Linked DNA regions of Mus musculus: regions 2, 3 and 4 are each linked to region 1. The links are chromatin contacts, called in public Hi-C and HiChIP or PLAC-seq maps. All regions are on one chromosome and are shown on one strand. Each heading gives the region's core, a stretch centred on a gene start, on an enhancer-like site or on the middle of the called end of the contact. The rest is flanking DNA. Distances are from core to core; before and after follow the strand shown. Region 1 holds the start of Ap3b1 (adaptor-related protein complex 3, beta 1 subunit). Region 2 overlaps Lhfpl2 (lipoma HMGIC fusion partner-like 2). Region 3 overlaps Lhfpl2 (lipoma HMGIC fusion partner-like 2). Region 4 overlaps Scamp1 (secretory carrier membrane protein 1).

Region 1 (3,153 bases), core at 137-2,636:
AATTAATTAGAACACAAAAATCTATATCACATTATGACAAAATTATGAGAATGTGAGGAAATCCCTCTCATACGTAAATGGTAGGAGAGCAATTTAGAATATCTAGTAAAAGCGTTTACATTCCAAAATAAAAACAATTATATACTCAGGTATATTTTGTACTGAGGATGTGTTCACATTGTCATTACTTGACAAAATAAGCAAAGCCTAGTGTCTTCCCGTAGTAAATGAATTTATCCATGCACACCACTTAGTATAGTGTCTGGGGTATAAGCTAAGCATCATATAACACCTTGTTATGTATCATCACCATCGATCAGTCAGTCGTAGGAGAGATTCTACAAATCTATCAATATCATCAACACTGGGAAGAAACATATTTGCGATGCTCGAACACTGTCTGGATAGGTGTATTGAAAAGCTAATTAACCGCCAACGTTTGGTCAGTTTGGAGGCTGATTGCTCCTCTCTCTCCTAGCACTAAGGAGGAGCGTGTTTTCCGAGAGACAACGCAATCTTTCAGTCAAGTCGAGAAATCTTGGTGGGACCTTGGTGTTTGCCTGGTGCTACCCTTGGGTTTTGGTGATTTGCTGCAGGGCTGCAGGTATTCAGTCCTTTCTGGACCGCATGTGTAGGGAAAGAGGAACGAAGGAACGGTAGTCACCAGGGAGGCTGGTGAGGGTCCTCTTGGAAAGCTGCCCGGGACAGAAGGGTTGCAGTTCTGCAGCCAGAAACCATCCCATCTTGCTGCTTAGGTGTTGTTGGAAAGCCACTTGCCCAAGAGTGGAAGCAGGCGGCGCTCGGAGGAGAGCGCACTCCAGCTTCTGGCCCAGGCTTAGCTCGCGGCAGCTGACTGCGGGCAGGACGCAAGCCTCGAACTTCAAGTAAGAACCTCGGGCCCCAGGAAAAACTTAGGCAAAGCTTGCAGGCGGATGATCGCCTCCGCGCAGATCCTGAAAGCCTCCTCCGAAGGAGGAGCTTTCACGTCTAGAACGTCAGGCCACTCTGGCTGTGAGAGGGGCGGAAGCCAGCCTCGAGGGCTGAGAGCTTGTGGCCGCTGAAGCCAAGTTCTTCCGACCTGTGCACCGCGTTTCAGGAGCCATCGGGGAGCGATCAGTGGACAGCAGAAGAGAAGCAACGAACCCTGGAGGATCTGAGATCTCCTCCACCAAAACGCATCCAAGGGCCTCATATCCAGTTCTTTACGTGCCCACGACTCTCCGGCTGACCCGGTGCAAAACCCCAGCTTCCTGTTAAGGGTCCCGAGTGTAGCTTCCCGGCAGCCCCTAACACCCGGAGCGCGACAATCTAGCGCACCGGGAGCGGCAGGCGCGGGCCCGCACGGACACAGTGCGCACGCGCAGGGGGTGGGCCGCCCGGTCAGCCGGAGCAGTGACGAGCCCGGAAGCGCCGGCGCGCGCCCCCTCCGCCCCAGAACTAGTTTGGTTCGGTGTCCTCCGAACGCCAGCCATCCGTAGAGGACCCCGCACGCTCTCTCCCGCACCCGCCTGCTGGCCAGCACCGCCCGCGATGTCTAGCAACAGTTTCGCCTACAACGAGCAGTCGGGAGGAGGGGAGGCGGCGGAGCTCGGGCAGGAGGCCACCTCGACCATCTCTCCCTCGGGCGCCTTCGGCCTCTTCAGCAGCGATTGGAAGAAGTGAGGACCGGGGTTCGGGGTGCGGGAGCGCTGCCGGGACGCGAGGCGGCCGCCCGGGCTGCTCTCGGTTCCTGGGGAACCTCCCTGCCGCCCCCGCTGCGGTGGGTCGGTGGGTGGGTGGGTGGGGGTGGCCCCGCCGGGTGCGGGGCTTGTTGGGGACGTCTGGGGACGCCCAAGGCGGCGCCTGTGGTCTTCAAACTTTGGTGTGTGTGGGGGGGAAAAAGCAAACCAGTTGGTGAGCCGAGGTTCCACTTCCCAAACCGTTGACTGAGTTGATCTGGGCTGCGCACAGGAGTTTGAATTTTGAACTTCTAGTGAATTTGAGGTCTACAGGATCAGACCTCGAGAAAGTCATTTATTTAAAGGTGACGAGGGTATTTGGGGAAGGGAGTGGGGAGTGGGCCTGCTGCTTATTGGGACCCTATAATGTAGGGACTAAGCGGTGGTTTGGGGGTTTTGTATAAATGACAAACTTATTTTTTCTACCACCTTTGGCGTTTTTCATGTGATGATCTTTGCACCAGGGTACTTCCCCGCCCCCACTGAAGCACTGAGATAATATTTAAATAGAGTGTTGTTGTGAACCAAACCCAGTTCTAGTTCTTTACAAATAGTATGAATTTTAAAAATAAGCACCAACCGTGTATACTGATTTTTGTAAAAAGTTACTTATGGTTCGCGTCAAATACCGCCAAGAATTGAAAACATCCTTAGCGGGTTCTGTTTTAGTTTGGGTTTTACATTTTGGCGTGTTGATGGGCTGTGGATAAATGTACAGAATTATGACAACTTAGATTATTTGTCGTTCCCCTCCCTTTTCTTTCTGACAGGGTCTCACTGTGTAACCTTGGCTGGCCTGGAACTCACTAGGTAGAGCAGGCTAGCCTGAAACTCAGAGAAATCCTCCTGCCTCTGCTACTCCAGTGCACACACCACCATGCCATTACACATTCTTTTTAAATTTTTGTTCTCTTATTGTTACGCAGTATAGTAAAACATAATAGACTATCACTAGATTCTACCCACTTAAGGTAAGGAAACTTGGTTGATAGTTTTATGGATATTAAGAGGTGTAACTAAAATAATAATTGGTGGGGAAGGTGGTTAGAGACAATCTTGTTCTGTAGCTCAGGTTGGCCTCAAACTGGAACTTGCCATTCTCCTGCCTCTGCCTCCCAGGTGCTAGTAGCTGAAATTGAGATTAAGATTTGACTCTATTGATTAACATCTTGTATAAAGCATATTAATTATCTTTGTGTTCATTATTTTCAGGATATGAAAGTGTAAAACATAATAGATGTCTTCTGTCTTTGTGTGCATTTGTGTGACTGATTGATCCAACAAGGAGTTTTTGGTAACTCCACATTTCCCTCAGTAGAAGGTCTCAGTTGTTGAATTTGCCTGTGACTTGGGGTACACTTAGTCAGCCTTTCTGACGCGTAAGCATCTGAGGTGTTTTTTCCTTTTCTTTTAGATCATGTAAAAGCTTGGGCCT
Region 2 (3,116 bases), core at 82-2,581, 170 kb before region 1:
TATTCTAATAAGTTCCTAAAATTATCTGAATCAAATCAGGAAGTCTATAAAATCATTAATTCATCTAAACAGCATTAATCCACGAAAGTGGGTCTGCAGGAAATTTGCCCAATGGGGTGGGTTAATACCCAGGAATCAATCATAACCGACTACAGGCAGAAGGGGTCTTTCTTTGCCCAATCACGCCCTGTCAGAACAATGAGGAACACAGCAATGGCAAACAAGAAGGCACATCAAGAGCAAGAGCAATCCTGGGATGCGGGCTCTGGGGTCCACCTATCCTCTCAGCCATTTTCTGTTTGTACCATTTCTTTCTATTGCCTTATTGCGGTAAGACTTCAAACACAATACTGACTAAAATTGTAGTAGACCTTTATCTCTAGCCCCTAACTCTGGATGTAATTTTCCCCCATTTCCTGTGCACGTTAGAGGTTTTTCATATAAACCCTTAGAGATGTGTTATTGTTGTTGTTTAAGATTTATTTATTTTATATGAGTACACTGTAGCTGCCTTCAGACACACCACAAGAGGGCATCAGAACTCATTACAGATGGTTGTGAGCCACCATGTGGTTGCTGGGAATTGAACTCGGGACCTCTAGAAGAACAGTCAGTGCTCTTAACCTCTCAGCCATCTCTCCAGCCCCAGATGCGTTGTTCTTTGAAGTTTAACATGAAAGGATGTTAAAGTTTGTCAAAGGTCTTTTCCATATCGGCTGAGATGGTGTAGATTTTTGTCCCTACATCTTATTTCTCTGTTGTAGTTTACATTTGTTGAACTGTCCTGGCAGCCCTGGAATTAAAACCAAGATGGCCGTGGTGTTGATGTCTTGGGTGTATGACTGTGTTGAGAACTGTGGGTCTGTGGCTTTTGTTCTCGGGCATGTTCTCATATCTGGTTTTGGTATCAGGGTTAGGGTTAGCATTCCTGACTTTTAAAACTGTAACTGTAGTGGTTGTCCCCGCTGTGCTTTGTGCGATAGTTTGAAGAGCATAGTGTTAGTTCACCCCTACAGTGGCCCAGTGATGGGCTCCTTTTGTTGGGAGACGGTCAGTCTCACTGGACATAAGAGAGCTATTTGTTTTTCTCTTCTAGATTTTCCAATCTCCTAGTGACCCTTAAATTTCACTTGCAGCTGTTATTTTTTTTTTCCTTTTGGCTTGGCTTAAGAGTTGTAGGTCTTGTTTTATTACAGAAATACCATTTACAGACTTTACAAACCACACCCACCCTTTAGGTTTAAGATTGGTACACTTTTATGATGGTGAATCAGGCAGGTCTTGATTCAGGCAAGGCTTGGAATGACAAATGACTCATCCACTTGTGAGCTCTGGAACTGACTCCATCCCCTGCATGAGACTGCTGTCCCCAGCTGTCCACACACAGTGCATTGTCCCTGTTAGCCTTTCACTTACAAAGGCCCCAATCCTTGGTCCTTGTTGCTGCTGCCATCTCTTTAGCTACCACACTAGAGCTTAGTCTGGCCATAGACTAAAACCCGCCCTCCCTTACAGCACAGGGCTGTCAGCTGACATTCTACTGGGAATCATGGTTTCCTTTCCCCTTCTTCGTGAGCTGCTTGTACTGGTGAGTGGCCAGGCCTAGGGTAAGGCCACTACCTAAAGTTGTTTCTCTAGTCCTCACTTAGGTTAGACCAGGCAGGAAACCACCTCTAAATTGTTGAAACCCTGTGACTTGTGAACATGCAGCAGTGAGGGCCAGAACAGTGCTGGCCGAGTGGGGTACGTGTGTGCTGGTGTGTGTGCAGGGCGGAGCTCACTGAAAGCCATTTAGACAGCAAAGTGCCATGACACTGGCAGTTTGTTTCTATAGAGGCGTAGACATACACCTCTCCCCTTGGCATGCAGGTCAAACAATGCTTTTCGTGGGTGTAGGTTAAGAGTTAGTCTTAAGGCTCCTGACTTTTGTCTATAACTAGGCTGAGGCCACAAGGTTCTGAGTGAATTACTTTATACCAGTGATTGGCAAGCTCTGTCAAAAGCTAGATCATAATTTGTGTTTTGCAGGCCAGGTGTTCAGAAGGAAGCATGTCTCTGTTCTAATGTGTTCTAATAAAACTTTATTATGTGTTATTATTGGGTTTGGCATGTATGTATACCGTATGCATGCTTGGTACCTATGGAGGTCAGAAGAGGCTGGCTGTCAGGTCCTCTGGACCGGTAGTGAGCTACCGTTGGGTGCTAGAACCAAACCGTGTGCTGTACAAGAGCAATATGCACTCTTCCTGCGGAGCCATCTCTTCAGACCCTTTGTAAAGCCATATTTGGCCTTAGTAAGCCTCTTAACACCAAGAAACAGGAGCAAACTCACTGGTGGAGTCACATGCCACCATACACAAACTGGCTGGAAATACTAGGTAAGCTCTCTTCCCCCTCATCTAGACTCCATACTTAAAAGTGTGCCTGGTAAAGTGACCTTGGCTATTCAGGTCAGGCTTCTATCCAAGACACTAACACTTTTCTATTGTAGAGTGGATGGCCCCGCCCAAAGCCAGCGACCATAAGGGCCCGGCAGATGCTGCAGGTTGCCTAGGCACCAAAGGCTTCACCTGTTTTCTCTTCTGTCCCTCAGGTCTGTTCCTTATCCTCGGCCTGATCCTCTACCCCGCAGGCTGGGGCTGCCAGAAAGCCATAGACTGTGGACGGTATGCGTCCCCCTACAAACCTGGAGACTGCTCCCTGGGCTGGGCCTTCTATACTGCCACCGGGGGCACGGTCCTCACCTTTATCTGTGCTGTCTTCTCTGCACAAGCAGAAATTGCAACCTCCAGTGACAAAGTCCAGGAAGAAATTGAAGAGGGGAAAAACCTCGTCTGCCTCCTTTAATCTGGAAGCCATTCCTGCCACCGTTACCTTTCTTTATGGCCTAGTGACACAGTCTTCATCATTTGAACCAAGTGAAGAACCAGTCGTGACCTACTGGAGCTATCTTCCACAGCCCCGGCCGGGCCTTCCTGGGACCAGTGAGGGGCATCACCCACCAAGCAGCGCTCTTGGACATGCTGGCTGCAGTGCAGATAATGAGACCAGACAAGGACATGGAATAGCCCCTGGGGAGTCCTGTCGGAGACTCCATGTCCCCAGGGCTCAATGAA
Region 3 (3,279 bases), core at 415-2,914, 210 kb before region 1:
AAGGACTAGGTGTGAATGGTAATGGCAACTGCTGACCACTGTGTCCTGGCAAAGTGCCACTGTGACGTGCCACCCCTCTCCCACTGAGTTCTGCCCCTCTTCCCTCCCCCTTCCCCCAACTCCCACCCCCAACCCACGTGCACATTTTGATTCTTTCTGCCCTCCATGTCGTCAGCTATGGTCTCCAGACTGTTTTCAAAGCCTGAAAGGGTTTCTGATGAACTTGAGTTTGAGTGGACGCCCTGTCTGGATGATCTCATAGAGGAAGCCCAGCCAGCTACATTTTTGCAGATCTATGACATCCTGGAAGGACTCTTGCACCTCTGGGGAGAAATGCTTAGGTCCCTGAGGGTGTGAGTAGCCAGCCTGATTTTACCACTCTGACACCAGAAGGTTCCTGCCTGTGATTCTAATTGTATCAGAGATATTTATCATGCTATGTCAGACTCGGATGCTACCTGTCTTGTGCACAGGTAGTATCGGGTATGTGGAGGAACTTGCAGACAACCTAGCCTTGAAGTGTGGGCTCCTGCAGAGATGCAGCCTTGCGATCAACACAATAATAACAATAAGTCTAGTTGGTTCTCAAGACACAACTAAAGCCCCTAGCTTGGCACAGGAGCAAGGCTACAGCCTCTAAATCTTGAAAGGAAGGTCTGGGGCCTGGGAGGTGTCAGCAGAGTAGGGAGGCCATGGTTCGAAGCCGGTGAGCAGAGATGGGGAGGTGAGAACTGGAGTTGCTATCGTGGGCTTGCCATTCAGTCTGGTGCCTCTCCTCAGCCTTGGCTGTGCTGGTTCTGTGTGGCTGCAGTTGGGAAAGGGATTATAGGGTCATCCTCTTCCCCTTCCCCTACATTTGACCACCAGGGACAGTGCCCTGCTCCCTCTGGGAGGCACTGTGAAGAAGAGACAGGATGGAGGGAGTGGGATGGGAAAGGAGGTTCAAATGGGTTTCTCAGAGTCAGCCATGTCTTTTTCTCTGACGGTTAGCGGTGTGGAGTATGAGTAGGTGGAAGGGTGAGGCTCAGTGGCTCGTGCCAAATGTGACATGTGGTGGCGCATCAGTGTGGGACTGCCTCCATGGCATCTTGGCAGGCCGCCGTTCCCTACCATGTCTCCCCTGTGTCTGAACCCTGGGCTGTGTCCCTGGAGTTCAGGTGAAACCTCACTTCCTTTTGTGAGATCCAAACCATAGAAAGAGCATGGTAGCTGCTCTGGGACGTGACACGGTGGGCTGTTCTCCTCCCCCACCCCCACCCCCCTCCGGGACTCTTAATAGTCTCATAGACTGGCTCAGCTTGCAGTGAGATAGATGCCTCAGGAGATTGTCACCTGTGTGGCCTCTGTGATTTTGACAGTGTTTGTCCTTGGGCCTTACCCTACTCTTCTCTTGCCCTTGTGTGACAGGAATAGAGAGAGTTCCCAGCTCTGCCTTGTGGATAGTGGAAGTACTTCATGGCACCATTTACTGCTCATGAAGTCTCCTACAGCCTGGGCAGAGGAGGCCCTAGGCCTCAGATAGCCATCTGGAGGCTAACGCTTAGGCCATTGATTGCCCTAAACATCTGAATCCATTTTAGTGACATGAAATATAGGGAAGACAGGGCCTCATCTAGAGTTCTGCTTTTCCATTGCTAGCTTGCCTTGAATGGTAAGGGTGCTCAGGAAAGGAAAACAGCAGCAGTCACCGAGAGGTGGGACGAGTCACCGCTGTGGAGGGGTGAGGTTCCAGAGCATGGAATCACAGAGTCATGGCCGTTAGAGCTGTTAGGCCCCAACAACGCCCTTTCTGATGGATGGCCTCCTCATCCATGGGGGAACTCCCTGAGCAGTCTGACTGGGGACCTCCTGCTAGTCTCTGGGTTTCTAGTCTGGCCCTCCCTCCTCCATTTGTAGTTATTCTCTGGGATGCTTCTGGCTTCCATTGGTAGCCAGGGAGTTCCTGCTGAGCCCAGGCCTGAGGAAACTAGCCCCTACAACCTTTGACAGACAGCCCTTGGTGACTGTGATAGATCCCAGAGTGCTTTGAGTCAGGCATCTGTCTCCACTCATACATTTTAGGCCAGGGACCCATGTGCATGGGTCCCTGTACCCTAGTTCTTTATCCCATGAGTGGGTTGACCACAGTTCCCAGCCTGTCATCCTTAGAATGATCCCCACTCTCCTGACTCCCCAGAAGGCCATTGTGTCTCCCCGCTAGAGCGTTTCTTGACCCATCTCCACTGGCCAGGGGACAGATAGCTACATGGATTCAGTCTCTTTCATTTGCTCTTTCTTTCAAAGCCCTGTTTTAAAATCAGAAGGTCTGGGGAGAAGTGATGGACCCGAGGCCTTAAGCTTCCAAGAAGGCTGCTCGCACTCTGGGAGTGAAAAGAAACATTTTCAGGAGTAAGGGCTTGGCAGAGTCCTTCCCCTCTTTTCAGAGACAATCCTGCAGATTACGGTTTGGGCCCCTTGGTTTATTACTTAGCCTGCGTGAGAGAGAGAGAGAGAGAATGACAGGCAATGCTTGCTTTCATTCTGCTGGAGAAGGGCCTCTGCCCTTGATTCCAGAGGCACTGTTCAAGCACTCCTATTGTCCTGGTCACAGAGGGCCCCCTCTCCTTCTGTGTACAGATGTCAGGGACTCCAGGTTTGCTCACTTGTTCCCTCACACCGTGTGCCCCAGAGTCTCCCTTAACCCCAGAGTCCACAGCCTAGAGCAAGCCCTGCTGCTTGTTGCTTCTGATTTTGTCTCATGTGTGTCTGTCACAGGCATTCTCAGGAAGCGCACCAGGCAGCACTTGGTACCCATGTTTTGAGTTACTCTGGTAAGGAATAGAACAGAGCTTCACAGCAAAGGGCAGTGTTCACTGCCACGAAGATCCTACTCTTGAGCCGTTCCTCTGGTACAGGAGAGTATCAGGAATAGGAAAGATGTCGCCTAGCTTCTTTATCTGGACTTAGACCTAAGTGCTTGTTCTGGTAGAGATGTGGGCCTTAAGGTGCTGAGGAGGCAAAGGGCTTCAGTCAACTTTGCTCATGAGTACAGCTCTGAGGGGCCTGGAAGAAGATGCAGGAGGCAAGCCCCCGTGATCAGCTGACACACCATCCAGTTGCACCAGGATGGATGGATGGTACCTTGACATGAAGTGATGTGCCCACCTGTCTGTATGTAGCAGGCATTAGTGTTCCCTGTCACTGGCCAGGGGACATTTCTAATCACTGGCCTGCCTTGAGTTTTGTCCCTGTCACTGTTTGGGAAGGAGATGAGATGAACTTGGTGGTAACACATTGACT
Region 4 (3,154 bases), core at 141-2,640, 150 kb before region 1:
CACACACACACACTCTCACACACACACACTCTCTCTCTCTCACACACACACACACACACACACACACACACACACACACACACACGTGCGCGCCAAACCATAAGGAGGCAAACGAGAGAGGACCCAAGGCCTACTTCAGCAACCCTCTGTGCAAACAACCACGACCATCCCTGGGTCACTCCACTCAACTTCCAGCTGCACCAGAATCCACCTCAACAGAAAGTTCAGATTTCCTTTTAAAAAAAAGTTCTCTTCTAGTTTTTGTATGTGGCTGTTTTGCCTGTGTGTAAGTATGTGTGTGTAGTGCCCCTGGAAGCCAGAAGAAAAGATCAGATCCCCTGGGGCTTGAATTACAAATGGTTGTGTGTTGGAAATCAAGCCTGAGTTCTGTGGAAGAGCAGCCAGTGCTCTTAGCCACTGAGCCACCTCTTCAGGCCCCAGTTTTCCTTTGTTAGTGAACTACTTTATAGAATCAACACAAACTACTTAAAACATGTAATTTGTAAGTATCAACATGTATTTATCTGGACTTTACCCCACTGACACTGAGAACTTATCTTAAGCTTCTCCTCCCTCCTCCCTCCTCCCTCCTCCCTCCTCCCTCCTCTGACCTAGCCTCCTGTCATCCGGGCTTGCTGTTTTTTAGGGTTTGTATGAATGGGATGTATGCAGTCCATGCTCTTTCTTGGCCTGCTTCCAGCATTTAACAGTGACTCTGTCTGTGTTTGGCTCGTTGTGTGCTATTCACTGGGGTGGGAAAGCATGTCGTTTCCAGCTTTTGCTATTACAAATCACGCTGCTGTGAGCATTTATGTGTGAATCTTCATAAGGACACAGGTTTCCTTTTATCATGGGTAAACACCTATAAATGCATGTGGTAAACATACATTAAGTGTTTAAGAAACTGCTGACTTATAAGGTCGCTCCATTTCACACTGCAGTGAGTCTTTCAGGTCCTCTGCATCTCATTCACACTTGCTGTGGTCATGTGTGCAACCCTAGCCATTTTAATTAGCATGTCCAATTGTGATGGTTAAGTGGGTTGGGCTGGCAGACTTCTGGGAGAGATCAGTAAAGCAGGCCTCAAGCTTTTCTAAGGAAATTACATCAGGACTAATGAGTAGTTTAAGCCCTAAACCCAGGCTGGATTCAGAATCTGAGTGGACTGCTGGGAGGTGGCGGAGGTGGCAGAGGTGGCAGAGGTGGCAGAGGTGGGGACTGGAGGAAGCAGGTGACTGGGCATGCTGGGGGCTTTATCCTGCCTCTCCTGTTCCTGCTCCACTCTTGCCTCCTGGCTGCCATGCTGGATCTGCCCCCTCATGCCCACCATCATGGACTCACAATGCTGACATCACAAGCAGACCTCTCTCTTCAGCTGGTGTGTGTTGTTACAGTGACAAGACGCTGACAAAGCTGATGCCATACTTAGCAGTGATTAACATGTTCTTAGTGAGCACTGTTGTTCAGCAACTTTTCATTTTATCCATAGATCTTTGTTAGACTGTTAAAATCTTTTCCTGGTGTGTTAACTAAATTTTCTTCTTTATTCTTGATTTTTGAAAGTTTTTTAAAAATATTCTGGATATACCAGCCTTTACTTAGATACAAGCTTGGCAAAAGTCTCCGGTCGTCTGGGCTTGTCTTTGCAATCTGTGCATATGTGTGAGAAGCATGTCTGCATTTGAGGCATCCCAAAAGTGTCTGCAGAGGAAAAGTTTTGCCTTTTTATGAATTCCAATTTGCCTACTCATTCTTTTTGGTACTGGATTAAAACAAACAAACAACAGTTTAGCAAAGCCAAGTCTCCCCCATCAGTCTTGCAGCTCTGCATCTGTGCGTGTGTTCTTTGAACTGGCTTTCTGAAAACATGGTATGACATGTTATTCTGTCATAAAAATTACAAAAAAAAAAACAAAACAAAAACAACAACAACAACAACAAAAACCCAGCTTATTTCTGAAAGTAAGGTATGGTTGAATTTTGTTCACACAAGGATAGCCAACTGTTCCAGCAATGGTTCTTAGACAGCCTTTTCTGAGCTTTGAATCTTCCTCAAGGTGTGCTGAGAGATTCCCAATAGCTGCCCTTGTAGAGGGTCAGTTGCCAAGAGTCACATAACTCACAACCACCTACAATTCCTATTCCAAGGGACCCGATGCCCTCTTCTGGCCTCTGCCAGCACAACAGGCACACAGTGCACACACATAATAAAAGTAAATAGCTTTGATTTTTTTTAAATTGGCTTTTACATATGGAAGGACTCATTTTCATGTTCAGACTGTTAATCTCTTTATGGTACAATGTCGTTGACATGAAGACATCACTGTGACTAGTGGCACATTCTAGCAGGTCTTCAGACCAGGGAGTACATATCAGTATGCCATCTTGACTGTTCTTTTGTAGACTAGCTTTAAATATTCAAGGCTTTGGTATTTCCATACATCTTTGGAAGAACAGTATCATATTTCTGGACAACAGCCCGCTGGGATTTTCACTGGGGTTATGCTGCAGACCTTCAGGGTCACTGACAAAGTTCACACCTTAGGAACACGGAGTCTTCTGGGCCATGGTAGAATATTTATCTCCATTTATATTTTCTACAGAGATGATTATGGATCTATAAATACAGTTTTGCTTCTTTTCAGACCTGGATGCTTTTCTTTCTTACCTAATTATACTGGCCAGAAATGTTGTGAATTTCCTGACCTTAGACAGAAAGCTCTCTCAGCCTTGCACACAGCGCCTGGCTATGCGCTCCAGGCGTTGGCAGTACACTTCCTCTGCAGTGGGAAGAAACCGCGCTTCTACTTCTAACTTTACTCACTCTCCTAACCTAAAAAGACACTGGATTTCTGTCACATGTTTTTACTATATTAGTTAAGATAGTCGTTCTGTTGTTAAATTTTAGATTATAATGTGGTGAGATTTCTAATATAAAAGCAACCTGTAAGTCCCGTGTTGAGACACATGCCCATAAACAGTACTCAGGAGGCTGAAGCAAGAGGACACCAAGTTCAAGGCCAGCCCGGGCCACATAGTAAGACATTTGAGAAAAGCTAACCTTGCATTAACCTTGGAAGAAGCTCCATCCACTTGATTGTGGAATAGGATCTTTTCAAATCTGGCACCATTTTTAATTGACCTAAATTTATCC

What was found. A called contact is a pair of places that touch in the nucleus more often than the background predicts. HiChIP or PLAC-seq counts read pairs in DNA pulled down with a chosen protein or histone mark.
Region 2: a contact with region 1 is called in an H3K4me3 HiChIP or PLAC-seq map of bone marrow-derived macrophages, with 2.1 times the contacts expected there. The contact joins the enhancer-like site here to the promoter of Ap3b1 in region 1. A contact is called at or near these places in 4 of 39 promoter capture datasets (the 3T3-L1 cell line, hippocampal neurons, liver and 1 more), 1 of 484 Hi-C or Micro-C datasets (DN3 thymocytes), 4 of 115 datasets of contacts at active chromatin or transcription factors (bone marrow-derived macrophages, embryonic stem cells and pancreatic cancer cells) and 4 of 9 other capture datasets (adipose tissue, liver, macrophages and 1 more).
Region 3: an H3K4me3 HiChIP or PLAC-seq map of bone marrow-derived macrophages shows a contact between it and region 1, with 3 times the contacts expected there. The contact joins the enhancer-like site here to the promoter of Ap3b1 in region 1. A contact is called at or near these places in 4 of 484 Hi-C or Micro-C datasets (Sertoli cells, bone marrow-derived macrophages, embryonic fibroblasts and 1 more) and 2 of 115 datasets of contacts at active chromatin or transcription factors (acute myeloid leukemia and bone marrow-derived macrophages).
Region 4: a Hi-C map of the N1E-115 cell line shows a contact between it and region 1, with 3 times the contacts expected there. The contact joins the enhancer-like site here to the promoter of Ap3b1 in region 1. A contact is called at or near these places in 6 of 39 promoter capture datasets (the 3T3-L1 cell line, HPC-7-derived erythroid cells, hippocampal neurons and 2 more), 9 of 484 Hi-C or Micro-C datasets (the N1E-115 cell line, adipose-derived mesenchymal stem cells, bone marrow-derived macrophages and 5 more), 7 of 115 datasets of contacts at active chromatin or transcription factors (bone marrow-derived dendritic cells, bone marrow-derived macrophages, embryonic stem cells and 1 more) and 2 of 9 other capture datasets (embryonic stem cells and macrophages).

What each region holds. Positions count from the first base shown.
Region 1 is chr13:94,357,574-94,360,726 of GRCm38.p6, forward strand. Ap3b1 (adaptor-related protein complex 3, beta 1 subunit) reads left to right here and starts at 1,387. Exons shown (of 27, transcript NM_009680.3): 1 at 1,387-1,658. The coding sequence starts at 1,531. Gm9776 (predicted gene 9776) reads right to left here and starts at 1,350. Exons shown (of 1, transcript NR_045619.1): 1 at 1-1,350.
Region 2 is chr13:94,189,255-94,192,370 of GRCm38.p6, forward strand. Lhfpl2 (lipoma HMGIC fusion partner-like 2) reads left to right here. Exons shown (of 4, transcript NM_172589.2): 4 at 2,594-3,116. The coding sequence ends at 2,847. LOC115488151 (a long non-coding RNA gene) reads left to right here. Exons shown (of 2, transcript XR_003950582.1): 2 at 1-348. Among named protein-coding and RNA genes, the nearest start is that of Scamp1, 94 kb to the right of the region's middle. Within about 2 kb of position 1,332, at least 47 of the 459 cell types and tissues checked have an H3K27ac peak or open chromatin away from gene starts, as enhancers often do. A contact at or near this core is called in bone marrow-derived macrophages and pancreatic cancer cells, where this site is marked.
Region 3 is chr13:94,148,922-94,152,200 of GRCm38.p6, forward strand. All of the region lies in intron 2 of Lhfpl2 (lipoma HMGIC fusion partner-like 2), which reads left to right. Among named protein-coding and RNA genes, the nearest start is that of Lhfpl2, 93 kb to the left of the region's middle. Within about 2 kb of position 1,665, at least 18 of the 459 cell types and tissues checked have an H3K27ac peak or open chromatin away from gene starts, as enhancers often do. A contact at or near this core is called in bone marrow-derived macrophages and embryonic fibroblasts, where this site is marked.
Region 4 is chr13:94,210,746-94,213,899 of GRCm38.p6, forward strand. All of the region lies in intron 6 of Scamp1 (secretory carrier membrane protein 1), which reads right to left. Among named protein-coding and RNA genes, the nearest start is that of Scamp1, 73 kb to the right of the region's middle. Within about 2 kb of position 1,391, at least 14 of the 459 cell types and tissues checked have an H3K27ac peak or open chromatin away from gene starts, as enhancers often do. A contact at or near this core is called in the N1E-115 cell line, where this site is marked.